Linked DNA regions of Mus musculus: region 1 is linked to region 2. The links are chromatin contacts, called in public Micro-C maps. All regions are on one chromosome and are shown on one strand. The core of a region is the stretch at or near the end of the contact, and the rest is flanking DNA. Distances in the headings are between cores, read along the strand shown.

The links. A called contact is a pair of places that touch in the nucleus more often than the background predicts.
Region 1: a contact with region 2 is called in a Micro-C map of embryonic stem cells, with 2.5 times the contacts expected there. The contact joins the promoter of Ptprj here to the promoter of Rtn4rl2 in region 2. A contact is called at or near these places in 1 of 39 promoter capture datasets (cranial neural crest) and 1 of 484 Hi-C or Micro-C datasets (embryonic stem cells).

What each region holds. Positions count from the first base shown.
Region 1 is chr2:90,579,198-90,582,381 of GRCm38.p6, forward strand. It overlaps Ptprj (protein tyrosine phosphatase, receptor type, J), which reads right to left and starts at 1,398. Exons shown (of 24, transcript NM_008982.6): 1 at 959-1,398. The coding sequence starts at 1,054. Gm46752 (vegetative cell wall protein gp1-like) reads left to right here and starts at 1,558. Exons shown (of 3, transcript XR_001783391.2): 1 at 1,558-1,719; 2 at 1,914-2,173.
Region 2 is chr2:84,884,975-84,887,993 of GRCm38.p6, forward strand. It overlaps Rtn4rl2 (reticulon 4 receptor-like 2), which reads right to left and starts at 1,718. Exons shown (of 3, transcript NM_199223.1): 1 at 1,688-1,718. The coding sequence starts at 1,718.

The DNA of each region.
Region 1 (3,184 bases), core at 148-2,647, 5.7 Mb after region 2:
GCTGTGAGGCAGAACTCGCTTGCTCAGCTCCCGCAGCACCAGCTGGGTGATTCCACTCTTTCACTTCTCTCCCTCAGTTCCCTATCTGCAAAATGGGAATGTCCCCCCAGCTGCCTTGCATCACATCCCCTGCCATGAAAATACCACTGAGAGAAAAGATCCAAAATTCGAGTCCCACCATTATCGGAAAAAAAAAAGTGAAGCAAGGAAAAAAAAAAAAGAAAGAAAAGAAAAGTCTGGAGGGGAGGGGTATAGCTAGCGCCCACAAAGCACGAATGCACACCCAGAAAAGCCAGCACTATCTCAGGAGCGATGATGAGAACAGAGCCAGCAGCCTCAAGGGACGCCTTTGAGCGGCCACCTTGGCAAGGCTGGGAACTTTCCCCCACAAAAAGCGCCCTCGGTTCTGAGTCCGGCGCTTCGCCCACCGCCCAGCGCCAGGGCCTGTCCCCAAGCACCCGGCCACCGCCACTGCCCTTCTGTCCAAGCCCTCGTGCCCCTCCAGGCCGGGTCGTAGGTCGGCCTCGGCTCAGCCAGGCCGTCCCTGCTCCGCATCCACAGCCCTCCGCAAACACGCCCCCTCCGGCCGCTTCGGGCGCGCAAGCAGGGCCCGCGCTGGCCAGACGTGACCAGCTCCGGGAAAGGCCGGGCCACCGCCGCCTGCAGCCCATGCGGGAGCTTCTATGGAAGAGTCAACGGGCACGGCGGGGGACACCCTGGGGACCCCGGAATCCTGCCCTTCCCCTGGCACCCGGGAGCCAGGGAAGGGGCTGAGTGGCGGGAGCAGGAGGCTGGCCAAGATCCCTGCCAGCCTCCTCCAGGAGGAAGGCTCCCAGGACCACGATCTCTCAGACCCTCGCCGGGTGTTCCTGGAACGGGTGACACCCGGGCAGGTGCAGGCGATGCCAATTCGGCCCGCGTCTTCCTACCACACGCCCAGGCCCACTCGAGAGCTTACCTGGCCCTGGCGTAGCAACAGCAGCAGCGGCAGCAGCGCCCAGCGGAGCCCGGGCGAGCGCGGGGGTGTCCGCGTCTCCCGCGCCGCGGGCTTCATGCCCTGCGCGCCCTGGAACGTGCCCGGGACGCGCCCCGCCGTGTGCCCGAAGCCGGGCGCCCTCGTCTCCGTCTCCAGCCGACGCCTCCGCCTCCTTCTCCGCCAGCCGGTCCGCCTAGTCCCCGCTCCGCCCGCCCCGGGCTTCCCCGGGGACATGGCAGCGGCGGCGGCGGCGGCCACACGGCGGAGCCTAGCGCGCCTGGCGCGGAGCGGCCGCGGCCTTAGACTCGCAGGGGCTTCGCGGGGCGGAGCGAGCGGCGCCCACCCTCCGCGCGTGGCTCCCAGCTCCCGGCTCCCGCGGCCCCGGCTGCTCCCTCTGCCTCCTCCGCGCGTCATGCGGCTCCGGCTGCAGGGAGCCGCGCCGAGCGCTCGGCCCCCTCTCTTCCCCTCCCCCTCTGAATATTCATCGCTTCCTCCCGCTCGGGCGGGCCGGCCGCTGCCGTGCTCCGCGGCCCCTCGCCGCCCTCTCGCCGCGGCCCCCGCCCCCAGCGAGCTGGCGGCGGGCGGGGAGTGGGCGGTGGCGAGCCCGGTGCACGCTCTGGCGTCTCCCCTCCCGCGGCCGGAGGAAGCGCCCCCTCCCTGTCCGCCTAGCCCTCCCACATTCCTGGGACTCGGGACCCGGGACGCTGCTCCACTGTTCCAGAGCCACGAGCTAGTATGGATGGGTCAGTAGGGACTCTTCAGCCTGGGACTCCCTCCCTGGCTCTGGCTTGAGCGTGCCTCTTGCCCAGGTCACAGTCGTGCTTGCTTCTAGACCGCAATCTGGTGAAGCCTGGCCCGTGGGTGGGCTTTGGGGGAGGGTGTGGGTGAACCCCCCGAAACTATTGGAAGCACACCATGTATTCTGTTCTCTCCCCAGACGCTGGGCCAGGAAGTCAGAGAGCCTGCACAGAAGCTGGTCCAGTGATTAGAGCCCCAGCTGTGGCATATGGCAAGCCCAGCTGTGCTATATACTAACTGTGTAATCCTGGTTGTGTGACTTGGAGAGAGATGCCTCACCTCTCTTGACCACTCTATGCTCCTGTGTAACAGGAAGATACTACGGGTACCTGTCTACCGAGACTTGCCTGGCGATTAAATGAGATCATGGGTAAAGTCCCAAAGAGGGTGGGACATAAGGTGAGCCCATCTGGCAGCTGTCATCACAAGTCCTGATCTGAAAGGAGTTACAAATTACCACGAATACTGCTACTGTGCCCAGGCTCACGAGAGGAAACCAAAGAGCTCTATCTACTGCACCTAGAAGTAATGACAGACAGTACCAAACCAAGGCATGCTAGGGAGGGAAAGACTGATTCTGACCAAAGGAAGAGGTGACACTTGAGCTGGGCTTTGATGGATGGTTGGGTTTCACCGGGCAGAGAGAGGGGAGCAGTGTGGCAGGAAGTGGGAGCAACTTGGCAAAAAAAAAAAAAAAAAAAAAAAAAAAAATCAGAAGGCAGATTCTTCAACCTTGACCTTCTGAGAAACAGAGAAACAGGAGCGTTCTATTTGGGAAGACCTGAGCAGCCAAGATAGTGAAGTGAATCTAGTCTGGACCCTATGAGAACTGGAATGTAGACCACCAGGTGTCCAGCCTGCTTCTAGGCATCCCTTGGGCCTCAGAGTCCCAGCTTCACGCAGAGAACAGAGGGGAAAGGGGCTGCACCTGTCCTCTGGTATTTTGCATTTGATTAAACACTATCTGGTTATCACAGCCCACAGGAGTTATGTTCCTCCCTGCCTCACTCTTCTTGAGGCAGAAACAGGTGTTTTTTAAAAGCACTCACACCAGCCAGGCATGGTAGCACACAGCTTTAGTCACAGCAATCAGGAGGCAGAAACAGGAGGAGGTAAATTCAAGTCCAGCCTGGTCTACAGAGTGATTTCCAGGACAGCTGGGGTAACATCATAAAGAGACTTCATCTCAAAAAAATTAAAAAATAAAAATAAACAAATAAATAAATAAAGCACCTTCCATGGTGCCCAGAGGAAAGGAGTTATAATGCTAATAGAACTGTACCTGCCCCTGATCCTCACAGACCTTGCACCATCCCAGTTGCCACAGATTCACATCTTGGTTCTGTCAACAGGGGTATGAACTCCTGCATGCCCTTTGATTTCCTACTGGGTAGAATGTATGCCCCCATT
Region 2 (3,019 bases), core at 468-2,967:
TAAAGTTCTCAGCTTGTGCCAGCCGTTAGGCCAGAGGCCCCTGGGAATAAGAAACTTGAGGAGGAAGGGGTGGGGGGCAGTGTCCAAGGCAGGAACCAGGGTGCACCATAATAGGGCAGAGATGTCCCAGTAAAAGTAGACAGGCCTCTAGTTGTAGAAAGAAGGTGCTGGGTCCTAAATACAAGCACCATCTGCACACCTCAAACGCTGCCTCAGAGAAGAGCCAGGGGCCTGCCAGGCAGATGCTGAGGGGGCAGAGGGTGAGGAGGTGGGGGGCCTTGGGAGTGGCAGGGGGGCGATGGCATACCAGTGACGCAGGGGCCTGAGGAGGCACCGATGCAGGTGACTGGAGGCTTTAAAGCTGCTGCAAACAGCTTCTCACTCTGCCAGAATGTAACACCCCAAAATAAGCAGCTACTGTGGGGCGGCAGGATCCGACGTCGGGGCTTGGAGATATAAATGGCAGCGCTGAGGCAGCCCAGGTACCCACCCCAAGGAGGCTGCCCCCCACCCCCACACACAAAGTGCTCACGCTCCTTCCCTCAGCTCTAACCCAGACCCCGAGCTCAGGGTCCTTTGGACTAGCCCAGCAGCTACTCCTGAGAGAAGGGCTATACCAGGCAGGCGCTTTGGAATGGAGAGCTTCCCACGTGGAAGTGGTTACCAGAGCCTCTTTGTCTACTCCCTGGGCACCATCGCTTCTCTTCCATCTCCTTCTCTGGCTTCTGTTGACATCCTAATCCGTCTCAAATCACTCTACCGCGTAGGGATCCCGGCCCCCACCCCTGGTGACCATTTTCCTGGTGTCTGAGTCTTACATCTATCCTTCCTCACTAGCTTCCGCTGGTTTCTAGTCCTCCCATCCCCTTTCCATTCCAATCTCCTAGAGCCCCAGTCCTCACCCTTCCGGTTATCTCCCCCCCCCCCCCCGCTCCCCTCTAGCTTTTTATGCCCCTGTACACCTCTCTCCTGAACTGGTCACCCTCTCCTCCCTCTTCCTTGGTCTTCCCCTGGACCCCAGTTTCTGGTCGTCTAACCTTTATGCCTCCTCCTACCCCTCCTTTATCCCGCCCCCCACCTCCTCTTTCTCACCCCCACCTCCCTAGACACTTTTCTCATCCTGACTCCCCTCCTCCCTCCGACCCCTACCCTCCCCGCCCCCAGTCTCCAGCCCACACCCTTGGCTGTCACTCAGTGCTCGGAACTAGCCTCCTTTTAGCCCCTCCATCTATGCGACTAGGCAGGGCCATTGGGGAATCTCTCTCTACCCCCTTCATTCCCAGGCAGACCCCTACCCACATGGCTTGTCTTCCCAGGTGACTGGAAAGTGCTGAGACACCGGGCACGAGGAGTTGCTGAGTCGGCGCTTCCCCAGCCGGCCCGAGTCCTCAGCGTCCCCCCGGAGCAGGTGGAGCCGGGACAACAGAACCTGAGCCTCTTTCTCCTCCTCCCAGCCAGCTCGGTCTGCCCTCCGCGTCCCCCCTTGGTCACGAGCTCCCCGCACATTCCCGCAGGCTCCAAGCCCAGTGCCCTCCTGCGGCTGGCAGCTCTGGGGGCGGAGGCGCCGCTCCCGCGCTAAGCGGTTTTTTGCTCCCTACCCACCCCACCCCCTTCACTGCCCCACCCTCGTGCCCAAGGAGAGGGGCGCCTCTCTCTCTAGTGTCCTCCCGCCGGCCGGTGTCCCTACCTTGCAGCAGGCGCCGGAGCCCGGGCAGCATCTTGTCTCGACGATCGGGGGAGGGGGCGGCGGGGGGGAGGGCACTCCCACTCGCTCCCTTATCCCGCCGGACAGACGGCGGGGACTCCGCGGGGCTCCGTAAGGACCCGGGGAGTCCCGGGCTACGTAGCGGGGCTGCGGAGTTCTACCCTGCGCCCCCCGGACTCCGTGCCTCGGAAGGAGCCATCGGCCCCGACGGGACGGGGCGGGGCACGACGGGATGGAAAGGGCTGGGTTGACCCTGGACACCCGGTGTCCGCGCCCCTTCAGCAGCGCGGCCCCGCAGGGAGTCGGTTAGTCGGTCGGTCCGTGCGCCCCGGCTGCTCGCCGAGGGAGAGTGGGGACAGCGAAGAAGCGCTCCCCCCCCCCCCCCATTCCCGCACTCGCTGGCTCCTCCCTCGCTTCCCGGCCTGCCGGTTTAACCCTTTGCTGGCTACTAGGAGGAGGGAGTAGTTCTCCATCTAGACCACTCAGTCTCCGGCCCCCTCCCAACCTTGGGAGATCGGGAAGGCTGTGTTCCCGTAGCCTCTGCGGCGCCATGCCTTTAGAGAAATCCCTTCTTGGTGTGTGTGTGTGTGTGTGTGTGTGTGTGTGTGTGTGTGTGTGTGCGCGCGCGCGCGCGCATGCAGTAGTGTTAAGTCCCCTCCCCACCCCCACCCCCTGACTTGTTCAGGGTGAGGATTTCCCAACTTTCCCAGAAGATATGCAGTTTCAGAGCAGTTTCCCACTCAGCGCCCCTCCTCCTGCCCTGCCCTTCGCGATCGTTTGCGTCCCTTAAAGACTGCAAAATGTCACGTTTTCTTTTCTTCCTAGACCCTCAGGGCGGTTTGCATAGCTATAGGACCAGTGTGTCTAGGAGTTCGTGTGAGCAAGTGTATGTGCGCGTGCTCGCGCGCGCAGACGCTTGGGCAGGTGTAGCTGAGTGCTGGCCTTTTATTCCTGTCGGGAACCAGGACCAGGGCGGGAGTACTAGTGTGTGCTCGCTGGTTTCTGCTCTGGTTGAGCCACGCGAGGGCTGTGTGAAATTCTGCGCGCTCGAGTTCGGGATGGGAGGAGAAGGGAATAAATGTTCAGGTGTGTTGTATGTACCTTAAAGCTTTTTACAAATGGGTGTAAGTTTGAGCGTGCGTGCGAATTGTGTGCGTGTGTGAACGCGCGCGCGTGCGCGCGTGTATTTACGTGATATGTCCCAAAGGGTATGATTTCTTATCTCTCGCCAGAGGGCAGAAGAGGATCCAAAAGTGGTAGCAGACTGCTGGTTCACAAAAACTTCTAACCCTCTTCTTACCAAGGGGCGGATAG